Linked DNA regions of Mus musculus: regions 1, 2, 3 and 4 are each linked to region 5. The links are chromatin contacts, called in public HiChIP or PLAC-seq maps. All regions are on one chromosome and are shown on one strand. Each heading gives the region's core, a stretch centred on a gene start, on an enhancer-like site or on the middle of the called end of the contact. The rest is flanking DNA. Distances are from core to core; before and after follow the strand shown.

Evidence for each region. HiChIP or PLAC-seq counts read pairs in DNA pulled down with a chosen protein or histone mark.
Region 1: a FOXA1 HiChIP or PLAC-seq map of pancreatic cancer cells shows a contact between it and region 5. The contact joins the promoter of Usp40 here to the promoter of Arl4c in region 5. A contact is called at or near these places in 5 of 39 promoter capture datasets (the 3T3-L1 cell line, hippocampal neurons, liver and 2 more) and 2 of 115 datasets of contacts at active chromatin or transcription factors (astrocytes and pancreatic cancer cells).
Region 2: a contact with region 5 is called in an H3K27ac HiChIP or PLAC-seq map of bone marrow-derived dendritic cells, with 18 times the contacts expected there. The contact joins the promoter of Ugt1a6a here to the promoter of Arl4c in region 5. A contact is called at or near these places in 3 of 39 promoter capture datasets (the 3T3-L1 cell line, hippocampal neurons and liver) and 3 of 115 datasets of contacts at active chromatin or transcription factors (bone marrow-derived dendritic cells, embryonic forebrain and forebrain).
Region 3: a contact with region 5 is called in a CTCF HiChIP or PLAC-seq map of the NIH/3T3 cell line, with 8 read pairs. The contact joins the enhancer-like site here to the promoter of Arl4c in region 5. A contact is called at or near these places in 3 of 39 promoter capture datasets (the C10 cell line, cranial neural crest and embryonic stem cells), 1 of 15 datasets of contacts at CTCF or cohesin (the NIH/3T3 cell line), 4 of 115 datasets of contacts at active chromatin or transcription factors (the NIH/3T3 cell line, bone marrow-derived macrophages, embryonic forebrain and 1 more) and 1 of 9 other capture datasets (pancreatic islet).
Region 4: an H3K27ac HiChIP or PLAC-seq map of bone marrow-derived dendritic cells shows a contact between it and region 5, with 13 times the contacts expected there. The contact joins the promoter of Ugt1a6b here to the promoter of Arl4c in region 5. A contact is called at or near these places in 1 of 39 promoter capture datasets (embryonic stem cells) and 2 of 115 datasets of contacts at active chromatin or transcription factors (bone marrow-derived dendritic cells and pancreatic cancer cells).

The regions. Positions count from the first base shown.
Region 1 is chr1:88,006,136-88,011,711 of GRCm38.p6, reverse strand. Usp40 (ubiquitin specific peptidase 40) reads left to right here and starts at 3,161. Exons shown (of 32, transcript NM_001198573.1): 1 at 3,161-3,274; 2 at 4,270-4,487. The coding sequence starts at 4,289.
Region 2 is chr1:88,131,644-88,137,098 of GRCm38.p6, reverse strand. It overlaps Ugt1a6a (UDP glucuronosyltransferase 1 family, polypeptide A6A), which reads right to left and starts at 2,290. Exons shown (of 6, transcript NM_145079.3): 1 at 2,164-2,290. All of the region lies in intron 1 of Ugt1a10 (UDP glycosyltransferase 1 family, polypeptide A10), which reads right to left. All of the region lies in intron 1 of Ugt1a9 (UDP glucuronosyltransferase 1 family, polypeptide A9), which reads right to left. The region is part of intron 1 of Ugt1a8 (UDP glucuronosyltransferase 1 family, polypeptide A8); the gene reads right to left. It also overlaps Ugt1a7c and Ugt1a6b.
Region 3 is chr1:89,243,311-89,248,408 of GRCm38.p6, reverse strand. No RefSeq gene overlaps it. Among named protein-coding and RNA genes, the nearest start is that of Gm41913, 140 kb to the left of the region's middle. Within about 2 kb of position 2,663, at least 40 of the 459 cell types and tissues checked have an H3K27ac peak or open chromatin away from gene starts, as enhancers often do. A contact at or near this core is called in the NIH/3T3 cell line and pancreatic cancer cells, where this site is marked.
Region 4 is chr1:88,101,429-88,106,705 of GRCm38.p6, reverse strand. It overlaps Ugt1a6b (UDP glucuronosyltransferase 1 family, polypeptide A6B), which reads right to left and starts at 3,449. Exons shown (of 6, transcript NM_201410.3): 1 at 3,328-3,449. The region is part of intron 1 of Ugt1a10 (UDP glycosyltransferase 1 family, polypeptide A10); the gene reads right to left. The region is part of intron 1 of Ugt1a9 (UDP glucuronosyltransferase 1 family, polypeptide A9); the gene reads right to left. The region is part of intron 1 of Ugt1a8 (UDP glucuronosyltransferase 1 family, polypeptide A8); the gene reads right to left. It also overlaps Ugt1a7c.
Region 5 is chr1:88,700,926-88,706,452 of GRCm38.p6, reverse strand. Arl4c (ADP-ribosylation factor-like 4C) reads left to right here and starts at 4,262. Exons shown (of 1, transcript NM_177305.4): 1 at 4,262-5,527. The coding sequence starts at 4,789. The coding sequence ends at 5,367.

The DNA of each region.
Region 1 (5,576 bases), core at 1,912-4,411, 690 kb after region 5:
CTTATTGACAGTGTCTTTGCCTTACAGAAGCTTTGCAATTTTATGAGGTCCCATTTGTCGATTCTTGATCTTACAGCACAAGCCATTGCTATTCTATTCAGGAATTTTTCCCCTGTGCCCATATCTTCAAGGCTTTTCCCCACTTTCTCCTCTATAAGTTTCAGTGTCTCTGGTTTTATGTGGAGTTCCTTGATCCACTTAGATTTGACCTTAGTACAAGGAGATAGGAATGGATCAATTCACATTCTTCTACATGATAACCACCAGTTGTGCCAGCACCATTTATTGAAAATGCTGTCTTTTTTCCACTGGATGGTTTTAGCTCCCTTGTCAAAGATCAAGTGACTATATGTGTGTGGGTTCATTTCTGGGTCTTCAATTCTATTCCATTGGTCTACTTGTCTGTCGCTATACCAGTACCATGCAGTTTTTATCACAATTGCTTTGTAGTAAAGCTTTAGGTCAGGCATGTTGATTCCACCAGAGGTTCTTTTATACTTGAGAAGAGTTTTTGCTATCCTAGGTTTTTTGTTATTCCAGATGAATTTGCAGATTTCCCTTTCTATTTCATTGAAGAATTGAGTTGGAATTTTGATGGGGATTGCTTTGAATCTGTAGATTGCTTTTGGCAAGATAGCCATTTTTACTATATTGATCCTGCCAATCCATGAGCATGGGAGATCTTTCCATCTTCTGAGATCTTCTTTAATTTCTTTTTTCAGAGTCTTAAAGTTCTTATCATACAGATCTTTCACTTCCTTAGAGTCACGCTAAGGTATTTTATATTATTTGTGACTATTGAGAAGGATGTTGTTTCCCTAATTTCTTTCTCAGCCTGTTTATCCTTTGTGTAGAGAAAGGCCATTGACTTGTTTGAGTTAATTTTATATCCAGCTACTTCACTGAAGCTGTTTATCAGGTTTAGGAGTTCTCTGGTGGAATTTTTAGGGTCACTTATATATACTATCATATCATCTGTAAAAAGTGATATTTTGACTTCTTCCTTTCCAATTTGTATCCCCTTGATTTCCTTTTGTTGTTGAATTGCTCTGGCTAGGACTTCAAGTACAATGTTGAATAGGTAGGGAGAAAGTGGGCAGCCTTGTCTAGTCACTGATTTTAGTGGGAATGCTTCTAGCTTCTCACTATTTACTTTGATGTTGGCTACTGATTTGCTGTAGATTGCTTTCATCATGTTTAGGTATGGGTCTTGAATTCCTGATCTTTCCAAGACTTTTATCATGAATGGGTGTTGGATTTTGTCAAATGCTTTCTCCACATCTAACGAGATGATCATGTGGTTTTTGTCTTTGTGTTGTTTATATAGTGGATTACGTTGATGGATTTCCGTATATTAAACCATCCCTGCATCCCTGGAATGAAACCTACTTGGTCAGGATGGATGATTGTTTTGATGTGTTCTTGGATATTGCCTCATTGTGTAAGAGAAATCAAAAGGATGGGATGAACTACAGTTTTAACTACAAAGGAACAGAAAATAAAGTGGGTCAGACAAATGTAGACAAGACTGTCTATGGAGAGACCTAAAGTGTGAGAAATGGGGGTGGGTGGGAGGGATTGGACAGTTGAGTGCCCAGAATTAGAGAAAGTACACAGAAAGTAAGCCAATCCAAGAGATAAGATAACTTTGGGGTATGGCCACTTGCAGTAAGTTGACCCCAGAGAGAGAAGGAGAACGTAGACAGGTGGTAGAATGGAACTATGAGTCAGAACATAACAAAGAGGCCAGGCTGTCCTAGGTTGCTTTCTATTGCAGTGATGAACACCACCAGTAAAAGCAACGTGGGGAGAAAAGGGTTCATTTCAGACAGCTCACAGTTCATCACGAACTCAAGGCAGGGCAGCAACTCAAGGCAGGGACTAGAGGCAGAACCTGAAGTGGAGGCCATGGAGAAACCCTGCTCTCTGGCTTGTTCCCTCTGGGTCACTCAGTTTGTTTTTTATACAACCCAGGTCCACCTTCCCAAGGTTGGCACCACCCATAGTGGGCTGGGTCCTCCCACATTAATCATTCATCAAGAAAATGTCCCCACACTTGCCTCCAGGCCAATCTTATAGAGGTATTCTCTCAGCATCTGTTCCCTCTTTCCATGTGACCCTAGCTTGTGTCCCGTTTACAAACAAAACAAAATAAAGTACAAAAACAAACAACCTACCAAGAAAAAAAAAAAGTAATCAAAACCTAACTAACAAGCACATGGGTGTAAGGGGATATAGCTGCCCAGAGGGAAGCCACCTATGCCTGTGGATCTTGGCTTACAGTGTTGAGTTTTGGTCAGGGAATAAAAGTTTAAGGTATAGCTGTGATTTTTAAATAGGAGGATAAAGTACCATAAGACAGAAAGAGATATGGCCAGGAAAGCAAAGTGAAGGGGAGGTTGCTAAAAAGCAAAGTGGTCCTCCACCTGGAGTACTGAGAGCTGTGTACTCTCCCAGTCCATTTCCTGGCCCAGACCCCTTATTCCTAGCCAATGGTCATCTCCAGTCCTTTCCTCCCAACACTTCCTCAGCGTTCTAGCCACACCAGCCTCCCTCAAATGTTCCAAAGACAAATCCCTTGGACTGATGGTCACTTGGACTCTGCCACCCTCAACCCCCATCACCCTCCATCTTTATTCCTGTTCTCCATCTCTTAAACTCTCAGCTGAAATAAAAATTAGATTTCACCTGTTTCCTTCATTCACATCCTGATAGAGGTTGGAGGAGACGAGGGAGATACAAATGGGGTCTGTGCAAAGGATGGGAAGTAACCTATCCGAAGAGCTCCAGCAGGACAGACAGTTTTGTGTGCATACATGCTTGCATGGTTATATATAAACTACTTAAGGTGGATTGAAGGCGATGTAAGAAGGTTCACAGAACGTAGAGCATTTTCACAAGTTTTGTATCAGAGATATACTTTGAAGAGGAAAAACTGTTTTAAGGTTCTTTTGTTATCCTAGAGCAGAGACTATATAAATACATACTCCACTTAAATGGTGAAAGCTCTAACAGAATGTGGCTCCAACGCTTTTTGCAGGCAGCAATAAATACAAATTTTAACTTGTAAGCCGTCTGGAAAAAGAGCAGTATAACTACCCATAAATCTCCGCGTGGCGCGACGCACCCTGGGAAGTGTAGTCGCATCTGGGGTGGGGGTGGGTGGTTGGAAATCACTTTCCAGAGACACGGCCTCCTCGGCATGGCGGTGCCCGTTCGGAGCGAGTTCGTTTACTCTGTGCTGTGGCCGGGGCGGGGGTCTGGGCTATAGGCAGTAAGTGGGGCTGGGGAACTGGGCGCAGGGAGGGACGAGGGCAGCGTAGGGACGACGCCGGCGGCCTGGGGAGAGACGCCGGGCCTCTGCTGGCAGCGCGTCAGGGGTCGGGCCGCGGGGACGCGCGCCTGGTCGCGCTCCTGGGCGCTGGGCGGCTTGGTGGGCGGCAAGGCCTCTGGAGCGGCGTGACGGGAAGCCAGCCCGCGAGCTAGCTCGAGGCCTGCCTCGCGAGTTCCATTTCTTGAGCTTTTGTTCAGAGGACTGTGTTGGGAAGGAAGAAAACTGCATTTTGGCCATTCCTATCACTTAAGAGAGTGTTCTCAGCGTTTTACCCCAAATGTCCCTTCCCCACACAAGAAACAGAACAGATTCCCGCAGGTCCCCACTTCTGCAGTTGGATTCCTGGGTATGTTTTGGAAGGCCATTGGACTCCATGGCTCTAATGACCAGAGTTTTTCTTCCTCAAGGTACTTACTCCTGGCTCTCTAGTTTAGGGCCAAAGTGCTGAAACTACTGTCAAGATTAATGTGATAGGGTTAAGTCACTGAAACGCTGTGATCTGGTACTGTGTATGAAGGGATGGGGGAAGCTGAGATTTCATAATTGATGAAGGCTCCTCCCCTTCTCTCCCCCCCCCCCTCATTTAGTGATGTGGAATCCAAGAATAGTTATCGGTTCTTGTGGGTCAAGCCCTTTGTACTCAGTAACCTTTCTTTTGTCATGTGACTGGTTTAATTTACCTATGAAAAATACGCAGCCCCATTTTACATAGAAGTAAATGTTAGCTAAAATAACTTGTCCAGGATCACACAGGTTAATCAGGACCCCGTGTAGGTAGGAAAGACAAGTCAGGTCTCGCTTTCTCCAAAACACAAACTACTGTGTTTTCTGAAGAACGATTTAACAAAACAGCTACGCTCGAATAATAAGAGAAAATTGGGGGTGGAGGTACATTTAAAGAATGGAAACATTTATGTAACATATTTTCTTTAAAGGATAGCGTTTAGTTCCACCATGTTTGGGAACCTATTTGAAGAGGATTATTCCAGTGTGTCAAGTAGTCAGTATGGAAGAGGGAAGAAATTAAAGACTAAAGGTTTGGAGCCGCCTGCCCCTAGAGAATTCACCAATTTAAGTGGAATCAGAAATCAGGGTGGAACCTGTTACCTCAGCTCCCTTCTTCAGACGCTTCATTTCACACCTGAATTCAGAGGTATGCTATGTGACATGCATTTGAATAATATGTACCGTGGGCTTTATATGTAATTAGTTATGAAAAAAACATAAAAGAAAACGAATCTTAAGGTGGATTCAACAATATGTGTTTCATTGTTGCAAAGAAAGACATATATTTGCCGTTCTCTGAAGAAAATTATGAAGCTTACCATTTAAAAAATCTATTCTGTGTAGTGATGTAGTGTTTCATAACAACAGCAGCAAAAACAAGGCAAGGTATTTCTAATTCCCATAATTTGAAATACAACATAAAGAGAATTCTCTCATCTTTCTCCAGAGTAACGGTCACTTAAGACAGGGTTACACATGCAGCTTGACTTCTGCAGTGGGAAAAGTTGTCACATTATTTATACACATCCATAGTTACATATCTGCATTTCTGAGATTCAGAGAACTCTGATTCTGAGCTGATCTGTACTGAATTTGTTTGGCCTCAGAAGCTAACCTGGCTGAGGCTTCTTGGGAGTTTTAGTTCTCTCAGGAGTATGAACACTAATATATTCACAACAGGAATGTTAATCTGTTTAGTTAGCATTGTCTGCCCCAGACCTTGATAGGAATGAAAAATAGTGTACAGACACCTCCTTCATCACTCAAAAACCTGGAAATTATGAATTTCAAAGACCCAAAGGAATTGAAGTAAGGAGCTTTGTAAAGGAAACAGAAACAAAAACCTACACAGATTAGCTGTATTAGACGGCTGTGGTGAGTTACCGAGATGACAGACTATTTCTCCAGAAACCACATGCTGGAAGCCAGGCAGTCTTCACCAAAGCCTTTATTTCTTGCCTATTTCTCAACATGTTTGTCCCATTCCCATCTCTACACTCCAGCTTCCTTCATTGGCATCTCTGTGTCCTTTGATTCCAGCATGAGCCTTGTTTGACCTGTGCATGATCCGGATTGGGGGGGGGGCGGTGTCCAAATATTCATGAATATGTAGCTCATGTCTATTCTGACGACAGTCTGGTTTGGCTTGTACTTAAATGCCGAGTTCTCACTACCACACCGTTTATCAGATCTCTGGAATGTTCTGTTTCTCTGAGCTAGACTTATTTTTCTAGCG
Region 2 (5,455 bases), core at 1,041-3,540, 570 kb after region 5:
GAGTCTAAGTCTAATATACAAGGCCTTCAGAGACCTTCACAATGTTCCTGTGGGCTAAAGAAGTCAAAGGGACTATTTTAAAAATCAAAGTTGACATACCCAAACACACGCAGACACTTCCTGGCTAACATTCAAGAGAAGAATAAATCCATTTTGTTAACATACAGCAGGTTGGGAGGACAGAAAACTGTCTAAGAGTTGCTTTGCTTGATGTTTTTCTCCAGTCCATTAACTGGCTGGCCTCCTAGGGAACAGCTGGAAATCTCTAATTTGCATTACAGTTTGTTCTGTTGCAATGCTACATAGCCTGAACCTTCGAGAAATTCCACAGCACCCTTGGGGAGGATGCTCTAGGAAAGCAAATGACCATTTTGGTATTGCTAAGAGAAAACTGTGTTCATTTCCTAAAATGGGCTCCAAAATGCCAATGGGCTCCTAGAATGTATTTTGAATCTCCTTGTTTGATATCAAATAAACTTTCCCACCTATGGCCCAAGCCTTTCTTATTGATGCATGGCATTGATCTCTCTGAAATGACAGAACTCTGGAGAGTGAGAGCGACCTGGAGCACATATGATAAGCATGTTCCAGGGACAGCAGAGCTCAGGGCTGATGTGACCAGAGGTCTGCAGCTTTCTAGCCCTCCTTTTGGTAGTTTAAATGAAAATGGCCCCTGTGGGCTCATAAAAAATTGCACTATTTAAAAAGTTAGGAGGAATGGCCTTGGAGTAGATGTGGCCTTGTTGGAGGAAAGGTGTCACTGATGGTGGCCTTTGAGGTTTCAGGGGCTCCAGCCAAGGCCCAATGTGTCTCCCCCTCCCTGTTGCCTGCCAATCCAGATGTAGAATGCCTGGCTTCTTCTCCAGCACCATGTCTGCCTGCCTGCTGCCATGCTTCCTGCCATGACCATAATGGACTAAAGCTCTCAAAAGTAAGCCAGGCCCAATTACCTGTTTTCCATTCTATGAGTTGCTGTGGTCATGATGTCTCTTTATGGCCTTAGAACCTCTAAGATGCTCCCCCTAGATGATATACATAATAAACACGATGTCAGCTCTGATCACCTACTTCCTTTAAAGTTCTGCTAGTGTCCCATCCGTGACACCTTCCCTGTTGAGCCCAGGGTCCAGCAGCCCAGTCTGTGGCCCTGGGCCTCCTTCCCTTCCTTGCTATCATTACCTCACCTTCTGTGTATTTATGCATCCCTCTCCCAACTATTAGTAGCATGTGCAGGGTGGGATCAATCATTGTTCTAATGTCCCTCTCTACCAAACTCAGTGTTCCTCTCTATTGAGTCTGCAGCATGCAGATCAGTGTCCAGCATACAGAAGGCTCCGAGTACCAGTTTGTGTGTGAGTAAACTGGCATTGGGACTGTCTGTCCATTTTATCCTTGTGCCTCATTTTCAATCAAATAGTAAAAGGTTACTCAAGGAAGGATAAGACAGAACCAGCTCCCTTGTGAGGAGTTGGTCGCTGACCCTTCGACATGTGTATAAGGGAAAAACCAACGACCCTTTCCTTCTGCACACTTTCACTCACACAGCTCTTGTGTTACCAGGCATGTATGAGTCAAGTCAACCACTTAGCAGAGTTGGCTACAGACCAGAGGCTCTTTTACTCAGCCTCAGAGCAGCTCTGCTCAAACCACTCAGAGAATCACTCAGTCAGAGGTTCATTACAGCAGCAGCACCCATAGTGCAACAAGACAGCAGTGGAGAAATGCCAAGAGCTTGGGGGAGAGACATGGCCGCTCTCTGTGTTCTTGGTGCAACCTATCCTCCACACCTTCAGCAACCTGGCAGCTCCCCAACCCAATCCCTCTGTGCTTTCATAGGGGCCGCATCATGAAATACAGGGGATGGGCTGATTGATTAAATTACCGTTGATCAGTAATCAACCCTAACTTCAATCCCTTTCTCTGCCCTTCCCTCTAATCTCAAAGCTGGTTCCAGACCCCATCCTTACAAACTTTCCAAAAGTTGCCCCTTAAGCATAAGCTTTAAGAAAACAGTACAACAGCTTATCACAAACAAACAGCACAGGTTTCCCTCCCACCCCTCATGAAATCAACAGGCATTTGGGAAGCTCTGCACAGGAAGACAAAAGCCCTTATCTTTCAAATTCTGTATTGCTCTCTCACCACACATAATCTGTTACTTGCCTGTCAGATAGTAAGGTTAGAGACCTGTGCCTCTAGGTAGCACGTGATGAGGGCCCTTGAGCAAGAGTAAGAAATCTGGAAGTCGGTTTCCAGTCAGCCACCATCAGCCAGCATCTGAATTCTGGGTTTTCTAACCACCACCAAAGAGGGAGGGTTACATTTGTTCTGTTTGTTAATCACTGCTGAGGGCGGGCCAGGGAGTTATGGATGTTGAAATCAGGCTGCCCTGGAGGAAATTGTTCTTTGAATCAAGGAACTGGCTCACCCAGACCTTGTCAGGCATATGCATATTGGAACCAGCTTGCCAGTACTTGCCTTAACCTTGGCACCCCAGTCGGTTGGGGCTCAGGAAAGCAGGACTGAAGGGGCCACCCCAAAGGGCAAGCAGGAACATAGCCAAGATGAAAGTTCTTTCTTTAAGGCTTACAAAGACTCCACTCAGTCCAAGCAGGGGTGGAGGATCAGCGTGGGAGGGAGGAGGGGAGTTGGAGTTTTTTGTTTTGTTTTGCTTTTAATTGATTCTTTGTGGGTTTCAAATTGTGCTTCCCAGCCCACTGGTCACCCATCCCCCTGGTGTCTGTTCTTTGCCTTTAACACATAAACAAGCAGGCAAAACAAAAACAAAAAAGCATTGAAAATATCTCATCATGGAAGCTGTAATACTGTCACAGTGTGTCCCACAGTATGTCTCTCTGTCTACACATGTTCACTTGCTAATGTTCATTGCAGTGAGGCACTGGTCTGGTTTGAGATCTCTGGCTTTTGTGACATAAACAGGATTTTTGACTCAGAATGAAAAGAGACAAGCTTACAGCAATGAGAAACCACTCCCCAGAGACTCATAAAGGAAGCACACTGTAGCTCTGTCCTTCCTGAGTGGCAGAGCAAAAGCTCTCTGAAGAATGTCTTTAAGCAAGCTGGCATGAATTGGGGAAAGCACGAGGAACTGTACCCTCGTATTCTTTATGACAGACACACAATTTACCGAGGCCTGGGCCCTTCCTAGGAAAATCAGGTTCACCTGGGTACTGACTGGCTTGTTCTTGTTTCCAGCAAGTCCATGGGGTCATAGGTTGAAATCAGGAAGAAGGCAGGAGAGGACAACAAGGTTCTGTCAGAGCATCACCAGAGGGTGCTTTGCAAGCTTTGTTCATGAGATTTGACTCTACTGTTTCTTAGACTGGTGTGTGTGTGTGTGTACATGTGCACAGAGAGAGAGGGGGGGGTGTGCAGCTGTCAGGAGTATTTCTGTACTGGGCACCAGAAAAGGGAATGTGGCATGCCTGGCACTTCTAAGTTTTATCCCTCCTGCTGCCCAGGAGGCTCAGTCCAGTCCAGCGGGAGGATACAGGCTCAGGGTGTCTTGCATAACATTACTTCTACCTATACAGGGGAAGGTCAGCTTTAACCTAGGGATTTCTGAAGAACAACAAATGGGGCTTGGGGCACACACCAGTGGAATGAAGGCATAGATCCTGGGATAGAACCACACTGTATGGGTAAAAATGCCGCTCCCCAAAGTGAATGAAGAACAGCTAGCATCTGGAGTAGGAAGGAGGTCTGAAAGTTGACAGGGGACAGTTTCATTCCAGAAGCTGAGGGCTATCTGAAAAGGTCAGCCATGTAGAGGAATTCCCTTCTCAGGAACTCACCCTTCCAGATCCTTCAGATACCTAAGCCCAGGAATTAGAGGCCCAGGACCTACAAGATGACAGAAGACCTACAGAACAATTTCAGACTTGAAAAATCTCAATTCAGAACACAAAAAAAGGCAAAACCAAATCCATGAATTTCCCTGGTTTTGTTTCTGCTGCTGTGGTAAAATACTCTGATAAACAGAAGCTTAGCGGACACAGGCTTATTTTACTTGCAAGTCAGATTCTAGTCCATCCTTATGGAGAAGGTAAGATGGCAGAACCTGAAACAGCAGACAGAAGATCTTCAAGCAAGGGCAGAGAAAAATGAACATGTGCACGATTAGGACTTAGCTAGCTTTCTCTATTCGTATGCTGTTCAGGGACCCAAAGCAGGGAATGATGCTTCTCGCTCTCAGGTGGGATCTACATCAATTGCAGCAAGCAGAACCATCTGCTACGGATGGACACTGCCATAGGCCAACCCAAAGTAGATAATCTAGGTGAGTCTGGGTTGTATCAAGTTGGTGATGAAACCAACAGTTCTTTTAAAGTTTAAACACACATGTGTATAATTATAGGCACATAAGGATATACTCAACTCAATTCATCAAGTTACTTAAACAATCCATGCAAATTTAGAACCTGAGTTTGGACCCCCAATGTTTACAAGAAACTTGAAACGTAGGGAGTGTGAGCAGCCCCCAGTGAGTGTAGTGCCTGGTGAATGAGTATTTTGACATGAGCATGACCTGTCTAGGATTCTGAGAATTATCCATGACAAATTGGCAAAGTCATTATCCACATTGGTGAGCTAGGAAGCAGAGAACCTTGAGTAATCCCAGCATTGTTGTGTTGTGTGCCTGTCCTGTCTTCTTCCTCTCATCACCACCCCTAGCCAGGCATCTGGTACCCAAGCGAATCAGGAAGCAGCATCCTGACACCACAGCATGGACTTGCAATCCCAGCTCTGGGGAGGCAGAGAAAGAAAGAGTCCTGGTGCTCACTGGCTAGCCAGTCTAGATGGGTTGATAAGTACAGTTACAGTGAGAGAGAGATGGTGACTGAAGAAAGTAACACGGAGTACAATGTGATGTCGTCTTTCATGCTTATACACGCATACACACACATACATGCACACTCACTCACAAGCCTGAGCACACATACATGCACACTCACTTATTCACAAGCATGAGCATACATGCACACTCAAACACACTCACAAGCATGAATATACAGATACACACATGCGCACACAGGTATGAGAGAGAGAGACACAGTGACAAAGAGGGAAGTAGAAACACAGACACAGATAGATGGATAGATGGATCAATGAATTGATAGACCTAAGGAAGGATGGGTGGATAGAGTAGAGAGGGATGGTTAGTAGAACTTGTGTCCCTGTGTTACTGGAATATGGGACAGGGGATGCACTTGCCATCATCTCATGGTTTCCCCACTGGGCCCCTTGTTATTGGTTCTCTCTGTGCTCATACTTCTGTTTCTTCATTAGTCAGCAAACTTCTGCCTGGCTAAAGCTACCTCCATTCAGTGGTTGCATCCCTAACACTGAGCCAGGCACACAGAAGGTTTTCATGGATGGCTGCTGAATGAAAGACTCTCTGACAAAACCCAGTGCCCTGTCAATCTGTAACATC
Region 3 (5,098 bases), core at 1,414-3,913, 540 kb before region 5:
GCATTGCCTACAGCCTGATCTTATGGAGGCATCTTCTTAATTGAGGCCCCTTCCTCTCAGATGACTTCAGTTTGTGTCAAGTTGACATAAAACTATCCAGCACACATGTGTATGTATGTATGTATGTATATATGTATGCATACATGCACATATATGTGCCAGATGATGATGAGGGGTCCAGAATATTTTCTTTTCACTTATATTTCCTTATAATTATAAAGTGTTTCTTTTTTAAAAATGAAGAATATTAATTTTTTAAAAAGTAAAATTTATCTGATCAGTTATCACAGGAAAAAATAAGAATACTGGTAGATTTACTAATCTTTCTTCTATTTTATCAGTTTGTTATTTATTATTATTATTATTATTATTATTATTATTTTAATATTATTTTCTCCAGATAAGTGTGGGAAGAGATACTATGCATTCCAAGGTTTGGGACCTCCAAAGGTCACTTGAACTATCTGTTCCAGCTCTGGAAAAGTGCTGAGTCCTGCATGGCCACTGCAGAAGGGACAGTGTGACACAGTTTCTGCCCTTGGAGCAGAGCAAGCAAGGCAAGGACCTCCATGAGTGTTGATGGCCACTGTGGGCATGGGGCTTATTTGTATAATAATGTACATAATTTATTTTATGCTTTTTCCTTTGGGAAATGTTTTCCTCACTAAAGTTATAGGGACTGTTCTCCATGCCAAAGTTAGTGACTCCATGATAACTAGGCGCAGCATAAGTCTGGGAAGGAAGGATGTGTCTTAGCAAAATAGCAAATGCTATGTGAGTTTCAAGACAACCCTTAAGGCTGTGGGAAAGAGCCCTGAAAGCATGAGTTCAAGAATGTATGATTTCTCAACTATGCAAAATTTAAGGATGCAATATGAATTGTATGAGGAGATTCACTGGCCTAAAAGAACAAAGGCAGTTTTGTTAATGAGCTAGCTTGTCAGAAAGATTCAAAGGCAGGCAAATTTTTGAGTTCAAGGTCAGCCTGAGACAGCAAATTTAGGTACAAGCCTGGTGGAAATGATAATCTTAGGACAAGATCCCACCCAGCTAAACTTATTGTTTGTGCTGACAAAGGCAGGCAGATCTCTGAGTTCATTTACTATGTTTTTTTTTTTTTTAATGAACTTGGGGGCTGGAGAGATGGCTCAGTGGTTAAAAGATGCTCTTCCAGAGATCCTGAGTTAAATTCCCAGCAAACACATGGTGGCTCACAACCAGCTGTAACGGGATCTGATGCCCTCTTCTGGTGTGTCTGAAGACAGCTAAAGTGTACTCATATAAATAAAATAAAATAAAATAAATAATAAAAAAAAGAACTTGCTGTCCCTTTCTAAGAGTCAAGGGGCTAAGATCATAAAATGTTAATTTATGAGATAATTAAAAGGGAGCCAGAGTAAATGACTGAACTAATATGCAAATAAAAACCTGGGTTTTGGTCTGCAAGAGCTGAGCTGTCTAGAGATCTCTGGAGAGCTGTCTTGAGCAGAATACAGAGCTGTCAGCTTGTATCTAAAATTGACTTTAAGTCATTTCTTCTGGTGCTTCTAAACGCCCCTTCCTCAGAACTCCTGACCAAGCCAAGGCTGGACCTAGGCAGAGAATCTGAGACAACCTCCTCACATCTAAAAACACCATGGTCATTGGGAATTCTTTAACAAAGATTTCTGATTTGGTGTGCCATGCATTACCAAAATGTCATAACAGCAGGATTCAGCCCTTCCTATGGACATTGAAAGCCCAGCAGTCCAGCAGCATAACAGGGCCAATGGAGGAGGGTAAGGAAAGGTCACCATCCAGGTGACACTTACCTCATAATGTCACTATCCCTAACCTCAGAGGCAGCAGGCTTCCAGCATCCACCCAGGGAAGATGTTATCACATAACTCTTTGTTATTCAGGTGCCAGGTAATGCTGGTCACCTTTCTAGGGAGGTCATACTTACTCACCTGAAAATTAGGTTAACCTAGCTGTCCCCAGACTCTGGAAGAGCAGTAAACCTACAACAAGGAACAATACTTTCCTTAGCAGTAAATAAGAAAGAGTCTTATCTTTTCTGTGCCTTGACTTTAGGATCTGTCTTTCCTGACACTATCCCCCTCCCCCATTTGTGTGTGTGTGTGTATGTGTGTGTGTGTGTGTGTGTGTGTGTGTGTGTGAGAGAGAGAGAGAGAGAGAGAGAGAGAGAGAGAGCGACTTAGTGTGACACAACACTGGGCTAAGGAGACACTCCATGAGGATACTGGCTGAGTTCCGGCTCCATTTGACATGGAGCAAAGCCGTCCCATGTTCATAGAGACCCTCCCTCACCATCTTTACTTCCAAGATTTCCCAACCTCTTTCTGATCCTCTATTCTTGCAACCAGAAGAGGCTTGGTCCTATTTGACAAACACAAAGCTGGATTCAGACTGTCATCAGCTAACATCCCAACTATATAAATACACCAAAGGTCAGTGCAGCCATCTCCCTGACAACACAGCATCCGGAATCAAAATCATTCCTGGAACACCAAGTGTGAGACAGACGACAAGGGGAGGGGGCTAGCTGCCATGGGGACTGTGCTCCCATCTTTGGCCCGAGGCAGTGTATACTGCAGGCCACTGTACACTAGAGCTGGCTGCAAGAAGAGCCTCTAAGGCTGCTTGTTACTTGCAAGCTCTGCTTGGCCTTGAGGTTGGAGGTGCTTCAGGAACCTCAAAGAAGTCCAGGGCAGTGATTGACTGCCGTGTTTGGTGAAGCTGCTGAGGAGGAATTAGGTTGTTTCATTGTAGGGATCAAAGGGAGAGAAGGTGACCCTGGGGCTGACTGTGGGTGGGGACCAGGCCTTGGCCCCCTCCTACAAAAGGTGAAGCAGGGCCAGGGTGGGGGGTGAGGGAGGGAGCAGCATGTCTTCCGGTTTTAGCTCTGCATCCAGCAGCCTGCTTTCTCACTGCTCCGACTTAATGGCCGTTTGTGGTTAATGCACACAGATGCCAGAATCTTTTCAGAATTATTCATTCCTTGCCACATTTCCCCCAGGGATTGGCAAACGTTGTTTAATAATGTACTTAGCTGTAAATGTTGTGAGCCAGGCTTCAGCTACAGGGTGGGGAGATCAGTAAGCGATTAGTGGGGTTCTGACAGGGGGCCCAGAGGGCTTGTTTTAGGAAAGGATTTCGGTCCATTGTTTTGAGGACTCTTCCCTCTGCCGGGAGCTAGTTCAGATGAGAGGAATGCATCCCTCTCTTTCCCATCTGTCATCTCTGCAAGATGTTACTTTGCTAATGGCTCACCTCGGGCCATTGGGCGTTTGCTTTGAATTCTCCTTCTTGAACTTGTTCTGCAAAACCTTATATGGAATATTACAGAAGTTCACTTTTGTTCCAGTAAATGAATAATAACATTCAGCTCTAGAAATAGATTATATGGACTAGTCTAGATATTCATCCTTGTTCCAATAAGACAATAGTATCCAGTTTATAAGCGATAACCTTTAAAAGATTTAACATCCTTCTGAAAATAGACCTGTCAAGCCAGACCTAGAGGCTTTTAGGATTTTCACGATGCCTCTGCAAATCTAGCGACAGCGTTTTCTGTGTCACATGCCTCAAATTTCAGAGACAGAAGTATAAACGGTAACTATGAAAAAAGACCGCCTACTACTTTTCCATTTACACAGAGGGACTGTGTCTGTTTCTAAGAGGTGCGCCATGCGTTGTCTGTGTGGTGATACAAGTGGCAGCTTTATTTGGCCTTGTCCACCAAGGCAGAAGGCCTGTCCTGCCCACTGGACCACTCTACCCTGCAAATGATATTGCTCAGCTCAAGGGCCTGGCAGGTAGAAGGTGCCTGGGAGTCCCTACTCTTCCTCCAAGTGTGACACACATGTCCCCAAATATAAGACAGCAGCTTGGGAGCCATGGCCCCTGTGCTCAGAGTATCTGGCTCCCTTCACACCCCCTCTGGACAGTGCCCCTGTGGATTTGGTGTTGATAGCAGCCATGCAGACCAAAATCTGATAGCCCAGAGTGTAAGGCTCATGGGTTTTCTGCACCTCAAACTGAGTCTTTTTTGGGTATTTTGGTCCAAATTTAAACCAGGCTGAAGTGCTGAGCACTCACAGACAGCGCTCTTGAGGTCAGCTTCACCCAGATCATTCCATTCATCACAAAATAGGACTGAGGGACACTAGAGTACTACTGTTTCATTGTAAACGACAACAGACACCCTAAATGCTCCAGGTAGATTTAAAAAAAAACCAACCAACCAACCAAACAAACAAACAAACAAACTGTGTGGTCAACAGAGACACAGAGCGAGAGAGGAACCAGAGGAGAACAGCCTTGAGCCTCCTTGCAAAAGGTGGGTGGTACTCCTTTGCTGGGCCCTTGCACATAATTACCATCACCATTGCTGCCCCTCATCATCTTCTCCATCCACAGTAATCACCATGATCGTTATCCACACCCTTACCACCATCTTCATCATCTTCATCATTATCATCAGCCATAACCATCACCATCAGCAACATCATGATCACCATTGCCATCACCACTATCATCCTCATCACCACCACCACCATCATCCTCATCACCACCACCACCATCATTCTTATCACCACTATCACCACCATCATCACCACCATCATCATCACCATCATCACTCTTATCATTAGTACTGCGACCATCATCACCGTCCATCACCATCTTCACCAGCATCATCATCACCATCACCACCCTCACTGGTATTCCTTGCAACTCATGACAATTTAGAAAACACCATTCAGACTAAGATCATTAAAACAAGTGACAGCCCAGACTGAGGAGGATGTTGAGCAAGAGGAGCACGCATCCATTTGCAAACTCATACAGCCGCTATGTACATCGGTGTGGCCATTCCTTAGGAAGATGGGAATTGATCTACTTCAAGATCCAGCTATACCACTCTCGGGAATACATCCAAAGGATGCTCCATCCTGCCACAGAGACACTAGCTCAGCCATGTTCACTGCTGCTCTAGTCTAATAGTCAAAAACTGGAAACCTAGATGTTCCTCAACAGAAGAATAGATTTTTTTAAAGTGGTACATTTACACAATGGGGTAACTCAGCTGTTAAAA
Region 4 (5,277 bases), core at 2,200-4,699, 600 kb after region 5:
AATGGGCCAATCCCCCCAATAGACTTTTCCTACTGTTTAAAGAAAACCTGGAGGAGGCAGAACTAGGCCTTTAGTGGTTAGTGAAGAAATGGCTCTCTGTCAATGCACTGACACTTTCCTGCCAACTTTGTTCACAACAAGGGGGAAGCACTAACTTACCAGAGGACATATTTGATGTTTAAAGCAACACAGAGCCCTCTCCTCATAATTCCTAAATTTCACTGTCTTCTGTGTCTTTGGGCCTATGTGGCTGTATCTATAAAGGATGCCACACTTATAGGGTGGGACCCATCCTAAGGATCTCATCTTCACTAAGTTCATTTGCAATGACTGTGCAACCAAGCCTAATTTCATAGGTGCTGGACTTTGACTCCAGTGTAGTTTCTCGGGACACACATGTTAGGCCTTAACCCCAACCCACATCCGCACACAGTACAAACCTCAGAGTGCAGTTATGTCCTGCCTTCTATTTGGAGAAACTGAGTGCAGTTATGGCCAGCCATCTATTTTCGAAAAACTGAGGTTGCTGCCTAAGCAAAGGACAGTAGTTGTAACCCCTGGAGCTTTGAAAGAAACTAAAATTATCCACCTCTGCTTAACTGTTCACAAACTCTTGGTCTTTGAATTTCTTCACAGTCATCAAATGGTTAAAAATGATGGCAAGTTTAGTTTTTAAAACTTAATGGAGAACCAGGGATGAACTTTGGTCAGTAGAACACTTTCTTAGTCAGTAACCTTTGCACTCTGGGAGGGAGAGGCAGAAGGATCAGACGTTCAAGGTCATCCTAGCTACATAGTGAGTTTGAGAACAGCCTGGATTTCATGGGTGTTTGCCTCGAAAAAAGAAGCAGGCCTGAAGAGATGGCTCAGCAGGTAAGAACACTGACAAGTCCTCCAGAGTACCAAAGTTCAAATCCCAGCCCCCTCACAGCAGCTAACAGCTATGTGTAAACCAGATTCCAAAGGCTATGCTACTGTCTTCTTACCTCAGTGGACATATTCACAACACACATATTCTCATATAGACAAACACCCATACACATAAGACTGAAATCAATAATATGTCAAAACAAAGTTTTAAAAGACAACCTAAGTGGATTTTACTTGTAGTTCTAGAATCAGGCACCGCCTCACATAGAGTGAGTGTGTAGTGAGCCAACTAGGAGAGAGTCTAAGTCTAATATACAAGGCCTTCAGAGACCTTCACAATGCTCCTGTGGGCTAAAGAAGTCAAAGGGACTATTTTAAAAATCAAAGTTGACATACCCAACAAAGTTGACATATTCAAGAGAAGAATAAACCCATTTTGTTAACATACAACAGGTTGGGAGGATAGAAAACTGTCTAAAAGTTGCTTTGCTTGATGTTTTTCTCCAGTCCATTAACTGGTTGGCCTCCTAGGGAACAGCTGGAAATCCCTAATTTGCATTACAGTTTGTTCTGTTGCAATGCCACATAGCCTGAACTTTCCAGAAATTCCACAGCACCCTTGGAGGAAGATGTGCTCAGAAAAGCAAGTGACCATTTTGGTATTGCTAGCAGAAAACTGTGTTCATGTTCTAAAATGGGCTCCAAATGCCACTGGGCTCCAAGAATTTATTTTGAATCTCCTTGTTTGATATCAAATAAACTTTCCCACCTATGGCCCAAGCCTTTCTTATTGATGCATAGCATTGCTCTCTCTGAAATGACAGAACTCTGGAGAGTGAGAGCGACCTGGAGCACATATGATAAGCATGTTCCAGGGAAGGCAGAGCTCAGGGCTGATGTGAGCAGAGGGCTGCAGCTTTCAAGCCCTCCCTTTGGTGGTTTAAATGAAAATGGCCCCTGTGGGCTAATAGGAAGTAGCACTATTTAAAAAGTTAGGAGGCATGGCCTTGGAGTAGATGTGGCCTTGTTGGAGGAAAGGTGTCACTGGTGGTGGCCTTTGAGGTTTCAGGGGCTCCAGCCAAGGCCCAATGTGTCTCCCCCTCCCTGCTGCCTGCCAATCCAGATGTAGAATTCCTGGCTTTTTCTCCAGTACCATGTCTGCCTGCCTGATGCCATGCTTCCCACCCCCCCACCCCCCGACCATAATGGACTAAAGCTCTCAAATGTAAGCCAGCCCCAATTGCCTGTTTTCCTTTCTACAAGTTGCTGTGGTCATGGTGTCTCTTTATAGCCATAGAATCCCTAAGAAGCTCCCCCTAGATGATATGCATAATAAATACGATGTCAGCTCTGATCACCTGCTTCCTTTAAAGTGCTGCTAGTGTCCCATCCGTGACACCTTCCCTAGTGAGCCCATGGTCCAGCAGCCCAGAATGTGGCCCTGGGCCTCCTTCCCTTCCTTGCTATCCTCACCTTCTGTATATTTATGCCTCTCTCCCAACTACCAGTAGCATGTGCAGGTGTGGCCAATCAGTGTTCTAATGTCCCACCCTACCACACCCAGTGTTCCTCTCTATTGAGTCTGCAGCATGCAGATCAGTGTCCAGCATACAGGAGGTTCCGAGTACCAGATTGTATGTGAGTGAACTTGCATTGGGACTGCCTGTCCATTTTATCCTTGTGCCTCATTTTCAATGAAATAGTAAAAGGTCACTCCAGGAAAGACAAGCACAGAACCAGCTCCCTTTTGAGGGAGGAGCTGGTTGCTGACCCTTCCACATGTGTATAAGGGAAAAACCAACGACCCTTTCCTTCTGCACACTTTCACTCACACAGCTCTTGTGTTACCAGGCATGTATGAGTCAAGTCAACCACTTAGCAGAGTTGGCTACAGACCAGAGGCTCTTTTACTCAGCCTCAGAGCAGCTCTGCTCAAACCACTCAGAGAACTAAATCACTCAGTCAGAGGTTCATTATAGCAGCAGCACCCATAGTGCAACAAGACAGCAGTGGAGAAATGCCAAGAGCTTGGGGGAGAGACATGGCCGCTCTGTGTTCTTGGTGCAACCTATCCTCCACACCTTCAGCAACCTGGCAGCTCCCCAACCCAATCCCTCTGTGCTTTCATAGGGGCCGCATCATGAAATACAGGGGATGGGCTGATTGATTAAATTACCGTTGATCAGTAATCAACCCTAACTTCAATCCCTTTCTCTGCCCTTCCCTCTAATCTCAAAGCTGGTTCCAGACCCCATCCTTACAAACTTTCCAAAAGTTGCCCCTTAAGCATAAGCTTTAAGAAAACAGTACAACAGCTTATCACAAACAAACAGCACAGGTTTCCCTCCCACCCCTCATGAAATCAACAGGCATTTGGGAAGCTCTGCACAGGAAGACAAAAGCCCTTATCTTTCAAATTCTGTATTACTCTCTCACCACACATAATCTGTTACTTGCCTGTCAGATAGTAAGGTTAGAGACCTGTGCCTCTAGGTAGCACGTGATGAGGGCCCTTGAGCAAGAGTAAGAAATCTGGAAGTCGGTTTCCAGTCAGCCACCATCAGCCAGCATCTGAATTCTGGGTTTCCTAACCACCACCAAAGAGGGAGGGTTACATTTGTTCTGTTTGTTAATCACTGCTGAGGGCGGGCCAGGGAGTTATGGATGTTGAAATCAGGCTGCCCAGGGAGAAGTTGTTCTTTGCATCAAAAAACTGGCTCACCTAGACCTTGTCACATATATGCACATTTGAGCCTACATGCCAGGGCTTGCCTTAATCTTGGCACCACAGTGAGCTGAGACTCAGGAAAGCAAGACTGAAGGGGCCACCCCAAAAGGCAAGCAGGAACATAGCCAAGATGAAAGTTCTTTCTTTAAGGCTTAAATAGACTCCACTCAGTCCAAGCTGGAGTGGAGCATCAGCAGTGTGGGGATAGGGTGTTGATGTTTATTTATTTTTTAGTTTGTTTACTTTTAGTTGATTCTTTGTGGGTTTCATATTGTGCTCCCCAGTCCCACTCATCAACCATCCCCGTCATATCTGCCATTTGCCTTTAACACATGAACAAGCAGGCAAAACAAAAACAAAAAGCATAGAAAATATCTCATGGTAGAAGCTGTAATGCTGTCACAGTGTATCCCAGAGTATGTCTCTCTGTCCACACATCTTCACTTGTAAATGTTCATTGCACTGAGGCACTGGTCCAGTTTGAGATCTCTGGCTTCTGGGACATCATCAGGGTTTTTGACTCAGAATGAAAAGAGACAAGAGAGGATGCTGCCAACCTGGCTCACAGCAATGAGAAACCACTCCTCAGAGGCTCACAAAGGAAGCACACTGTACCTATGTCCTTGCTGAGCAGCTGAGCAAAAGATTTCTGGAGAATGTATTTAAGCAAGCTGGCATGGATTGGGGGAAGCAAGAGGAAATGTAGCCTCGGATTCTTTATGACAGACACACAATTTACCGAGGTCAGGGCCCTTCCTAGGAAAACCATCAGGTTCACCTGGGTACTGACAGGGGTAGGCTCATTATTTCCAGCAAGTCCATGGGGTCATAGGTTGAAATTAGGAAGAGGGCAGGAGAGGACAGCAAGGTTCTGTCAGAGCATCACCAGAGGGTGCCTTGCAAGCTTTGTTCATGAGATTTGACTCTACTGCTTCTTAGACTGGTGTGTGTGTGTGTGTGTGTGTGTGTGTGTGTGTGTGTGCGCGCACACACACACACAGAGAGAGGGGTGTGCAGGTGTCAGGAGTGTTTCTGTACCGGGCACCAGAAAAGGGAATGTGGCATGCCTGGCACTTCTATGTTTTATCCCTAAAGAACTGCTGCAGGAGACTCAGTCCAGTCAAGGGCGAGGATACAGGCTCAGGGTGTCTTGCATTACATTTTTCCTACCTATACAGGGGAAGGTCAGCTTTAACCTAGGGATTTCTGAAGAACAACAAATGGGGCTTGGGGCACACACCAGTGGAATGAAGGCATAGATCTTGGGATAGAACCACCCTGTATGGGTAATAATGCCGCTCCCCAAATTGAATGAAGAACAGCTAGCATCTGGAGTAGGAAGGAGGTCTGAAAGTTGACAGGGGACAGTTTCATTCCAGAAGCTGAGGGCTATCTGGAAAGGTCAGCCATGAAGAGTAATTCCCTTCTCAAGAACTCACCCTTCCAGATCCTTCAGATACCTAAGCCCAGGAATTAGAGGCCCAGGACCTACAAGATGACAGAAGACCTACAGAACAATTTCAGACTTAAAAAATCTGAATACAGAACACAAAAAAGGCAAAACCAAATCCATGAATTTCCCTGGTTTTGTTTCTGCTGCTGTGGTAAAATACTCTGATAAACAGAAGCTTATCGGACACAGGCTTATTTTACTTGCAAGTCCAGATTCTAGTCCATCC
Region 5 (5,527 bases), core at 3,013-5,512:
GCTGAGTCAGGTCCAGTCACTGGCTGCTCCTCCTCTCTAAACTCATCACAGGCTTCCTGGATGCTGGCTTTCCATCCCTGCTCATCAGTTCCTGATTCCCCATGCCCATCCTGGCCCCCCAGCTTCTGAGCAAAACCCCTCCAGGTCCTGCCAGACTTCCCCTCCCCCAACACTGTCCTCTCCTGTTCTCCACAAACTGCAAGGGGTCCTGGCAGGTATTCCCAAGCTCTGAGCCCACACACAGGCATCCCCTACCGTATTGACTCTCTAAGCTTAGCCAGTAATGTCTCTGGGAGTGCTGATAACTTCCGCAGGCAACCGGGGCAGGGATGATCCATCTGGATCCATCCATTCAAGCCTTCAGTAAATGTGTTTTGGTCTTTTCCTCCGCAAGGGCCTCTGCCTATTTCTAGAGCGTACCGGTAGAGGGCGCTCCAGCACCAGCACAATCAGGCACGGGGTGTGAATCTGAGCCCTGCATTGCGCAGCAGGTTTCCAGTCTGTACACGCAGTCATCGTTCTGGCAGGTGCGCATGCGTGCAGTCGTGAGTTCCCATATTCTGATCAGAATCCTGGTCCCTGGTAAAGGATAGCCCCGAGGCTCAGCCTTTGCATTTTATGCTATTAGCCTCACTAAAGGCAAAGATAATTACTATGCAACTTCCTACTCCATTCACTTGATTCACAGGAGAGCAACTTTAGTTGGTGACACATATTTCTAAGCCCTTCAAAGGAGAGAAAAAGAATCTTACAGGATGCGATTTCAAAGTTCCTGCCGAGTTATTCCATTCTGTACACTTGAAGTAACTGAATCCATCTTTGGATGTAGAGTCTTGTGTCAGAAGATGAGCAAAAATAGCTTGTCTGTTGATGAGCTCCGCTCTTGAGAAATATATCACAGGCCCCGCACGGAGCTCACTGTTCCTTGAGAAATGTCTTGGCCTGGTTAATTAAAATGAAGACAGAGGCACAGTACAGCCAGTAGTGTCGGCTCAGGGGAAATACACTTTGGAAGTGGGTGTGTACTTTTTATGTTATGTTATGTTATTTTTGCTGTATTTATTTATTATGTATACAGCATTCTATTTGCATGTAAGCCTGCAGGCCAGAAGGGGGCACCAGATCTCATTATAGATGGTTATAAGCCACCATATGGGTACAGGACCCATGGAAGAGCAGCCAGTGCTCTTAACCTCTGAGCCATCTCTCCAGCCCCCACTGGCTATGTGCTCTTTATCACTGATTTCTTTGCTCATATCAAAGGCACTATTTACTGGGCACTGTGTGTGCCAGGCACGCTGCCAAACACCGTTGTGATCCCACTCACTCCTCAGAAGTGCCGCTTCGCTCGGGTTAGGTACATTTCAGAGACGAAAGCTCTAGGTTGGTGGGGGAGTGGCTATAGTCCTTCCTGTCTGTCAGCATGGCCCAGGATATCTACCTTAAGGGATGGTCATGAAAAAGAGGCTCATTGTGGGTCTGGAGTGTCTGGCCGGTGTGGTTAGTAAATATTTGTTTGTTTGTTTTTCCTCCCTACAACTCCAGGGCCTTTCAGTTGAACTCCACATTTGAAGGAAATTCCCACTTGCCTCAACCCAATGATATTTTTATGCATTAGGAGTTAAATTATCAGCTGTTAAATCAACTTATTGCCCAGTGAGCAAAATTAGAATGGAGGGCCACAGCTATTCAAAGATAGTGAGTAGCTGTGTAATGGTTTTCTTCTGGAAGGCTGTATGTCTATTAATCTGCTTTTTTTTTTGTTTTGTTTTGTTTTGTTTTGTTTTGTTTTGTTTTTTGTACTGGACAACAGACAGCCCTTAACTGCTGAGTGACACCATGAGGTGGAAAATGCAAAGAGAGCAAACACAGCCAAGATGCAGCTGGCAGTGATCAGAACAGTAAGAAGAAGGCAAGTGCCATATCTTATCAAAATTATCCTCTGATTCCTCTAAAGTAAAAGCAAATCCCAACTGGGAACAGGAGCAAGAGGCACCACCATATCATATGCTGGGTCATTTGTGAGAGCCTTACTGAAAGTCCCAAGGTAGCCACTCACCTGCCTGTGACAGAGAGGACAGAGCAAGAAAAGACTCAACCCAGAGAAGGAGATTCTCTTTAGGAAATGCCTACAAGAAAGAAGAGAAAATTCCTCCCCAGACACAAAACTCTGCCTTCCCAGTAACAAACGTGACATGAATTAAACTGGATTTACTGCCTTTTAAATTTTTAAAAACATACATTTAGCATGTATGCATGTGCATGCACAAACACATTACATGTGGAGGACAGAGGACAACTTTCAGAAATCTTTTCGCTCCTCCCATGTGTAGGAGCCGGGGATGGAACTCAGTAATCCATGCTTCACAGCAGACACCCACTCAGCCATTTTCACTGCCCCTCAAGTCATTTATTTTTGTCTATCTGCCCTTTTGGGGTCCCTGAATTCTTCTGTGGGAACCACCACATTTTAGGCTGGAGCCATGTCAATCCAAGTATTGGATCTGAAGCAGACGAGGCAGGCCAAAGAAATGTGTGTTCTGAACTTTTGTTGAAGTTGAACTTTTGTTGAAGGCCCTTTCCTTCTAGGTCCCAAACAAAAGGATGTGAGGCCACAGGAGTTAAAAGGATGGGCACAGAGGGAAACTGAGGACGGGTGAAGATTTGGCCTAGTGTCTAGTGGTGAGCTCCAGGATCCAGCCATGCCAGAAGAGAAAACCCTTATCCTAAACATTTTCCATGTATCCAGAACTATATTAATGTATTTATCACTTTGCCAACTCAATTTGAGATTAATTTGAGACAAATTTTTGTGCCCCTGTTTTTTTTTGGGGGGGGGGGGGAGGGGGTGCCCATTGGAAAGCATCCCAGAACCAATGCATCACTGATCTTAGGCAGGCTGTCTGCACTGAGGTCCCCTTAGCAAGTACCAGCACACAGACCTAAATTTCCTCCTCTAGCAAGCTGGACAGGTAATCTGAGTGGACCTTGCCAGCACCAACATCCATCACCAGTCCCTGGGCTTGAGTCTAGCTGGTGGAAGCCTAGACTGGCTTTTGGAGTTGTGAGAATTAAAAGATGGAATTGAACAGGTGTGATTTTTCTCACAGGCTTTAGTACAAATGAAATCATGTATTATAACAGCATTAGAAAGGAAGGTTCCTCTCTCTCTCTCTCTCTCTCTCTCTGTGTGTGTGTGTATATATATAATTTTTAAGATCACAAATGATAAGCATTTTTATTTTCTTTCCCTGGATTACATTTGCAACCTTTTCTGACCCAGAAGCCTGACCTACACAAATGTAAACCATTTTCCCCTTGGCTGTCATCTCTAGTTCCCATCATCATCAAACCTGTGTCACTCATAATCACCCCCCCCCCGACTTCCCTCCACATGCAGAAATAATATTCATTTGCTACGTTTTACAAGGTAGGATAAAACCACTGAATGGAGTCACGAAATGGAACCCAGAAAATATGTATTTGTGACTCATCACACCACCAGCTCCAAGCTAGCTAGGGTCTTCTAGTGACCTAGCTTTCCTGAAGCCTGGTCAGGTGATTTGGACCTCCCCCATCCCCTACCCTCACCCCATCCCTGGTAGGTTCTCAAGGTAGAATGACAAAGGTTGCTTTAAGACTAACCTAATCTGGGATGTCAGCAGAGTGGAGGGGGTGGGGAAGGGGTGGGGAAGCATAAAGCAAGGCTCCAAAATGGGTGTCTGAGAAAGAAATGTCTGGAGTTATCTAGGCAGGTGGGTGGTAGGTAGTCTTAACTGAGCCTCCTGGGCACACCCTAGACTTAGGGAGCATACGCATCAAGGAAGAATAGGGACCAAGACACTAGGGCACCAAAGAGCGTGAAACCACGCGGTGGAAATGGATTAGGAGTGGGCAGCAGCAGGGCTGCAGGCTCAAGGAGGTCAGCTCCTCTCCTCCGCCCTCCTGCGTCGGTGCCGCAGTCTCACCGCCCTAGCCCTCTGCAGTCGCTGCCTTTGCCCGGCCAGCTGCGGGCTAGGCCCCGGGCGGGGGTTCCGGAGCCCGGAGCTATTTTTAAAAGACGCGTCACCGGATTGGGGAGGAAGAGTCCGCGTCCAGGCCCACAGTCGGCGCGCGGCCGGCGGGAAGGGTCGCCTGGGCGAGTTTCGAACGATCGGAGCGCGCGAAAAGACGCAACCGACCGAGAAGACCCCGCCTGACCCCGGGAGACCGCGGGGCGTGGCGGGCGAGGGGCGTGGCCTGTGGGCGGGACTAGAGGGGCGGGGCCGGCGCCCTCCGGCCGCAGCAGGCTGGTGGCGGCGGCGGCGGTAGCAGCAGCGCCTAGTACTGCAGGGACAGCAAGGCAGCTACGCTAACTCGGACGCCGGGGAAGCCCGCGCCCCGCCTGCGCCTTTGCGGCGCTCCCGGGAGCCGGAGCTAGAGCAGCTCCGAGGTGCGCCGAGACCAGAGGCTGCTGCAGAGCCGCGGTGCGGGAGAGCCGCAGGTCGAGCCGGGCTACCGCGCAAGGCGCAGACATCCTACACCGCGGCGTCTGTCCGTGGCGGCTGCGCGAGAGACAAAGCCTCCGGAGAAAGATGCCCGCGGAGCACGCACCAGGCGGGCCAGGGAGCCGGCCCCTCCGAGCCTAAGCGCGCCTGGCCGTGCGCCGCGGGGACGCCGAGACCCCACCGGGTCCAGCAACGGGCGGGGCCCAGGTGCGCCCGGCCGCAGAGGGCCTGTGACTGCTCGGGGGGCGGCGCCCTCCCGCCGCAGCCGCAGTCGCAGTGGCCGGCGCCGCAGCGAGGAGCCATGGGCAACATCTCCTCCAACATCTCGGCCTTCCAGTCTCTGCACATCGTTATGCTGGGCTTGGACTCGGCCGGCAAGACTACGGTGCTCTACCGGCTCAAGTTCAACGAATTCGTGAACACTGTGCCCACTATCGGCTTCAACACCGAGAAGATCAAACTGAGCAACGGCACTGCCAAGGGCATCAGCTGCCACTTCTGGGACGTGGGCGGCCAGGAGAAGCTACGGCCGCTGTGGAAGTCCTACAGCCGCTGCACGGACGGCATCATCTACGTGGTGGATTCGGTGGACGTGGACCGGCTGGAGGAGGCCAAGACGGAGCTGCACAAGGTGACCAAGTTTGCGGAGAACCAGGGCACACCGCTCCTGGTTATCGCCAACAAGCAGGATCTGCCTAAGTCGCTGCCGGTGGCCGAGATTGAGAAGCAACTGGCGCTGCACGAGCTCATCCCGGCCACCACCTACCATGTCCAGCCGGCGTGCGCCATCATCGGCGAGGGCCTCACCGAGGGCATGGACAAGCTCTATGAGATGATCCTGAAACGCAGGAAGTCTCTCAAGCAGAAGAAGAAGCGGTAATGCGCTAGAGCAGCGATCTGGAGCAAGGCTGAGCGAGCAAGCCAGTGAGTGAATGAATGGACGTCTGGGTTGAGCGAGAACCCGCGAACAAAGACAACGAACCAAAGCGATGATTCGAATTTTTAAAACACGATCTCTGTATCCAAATACAGGACTTGGA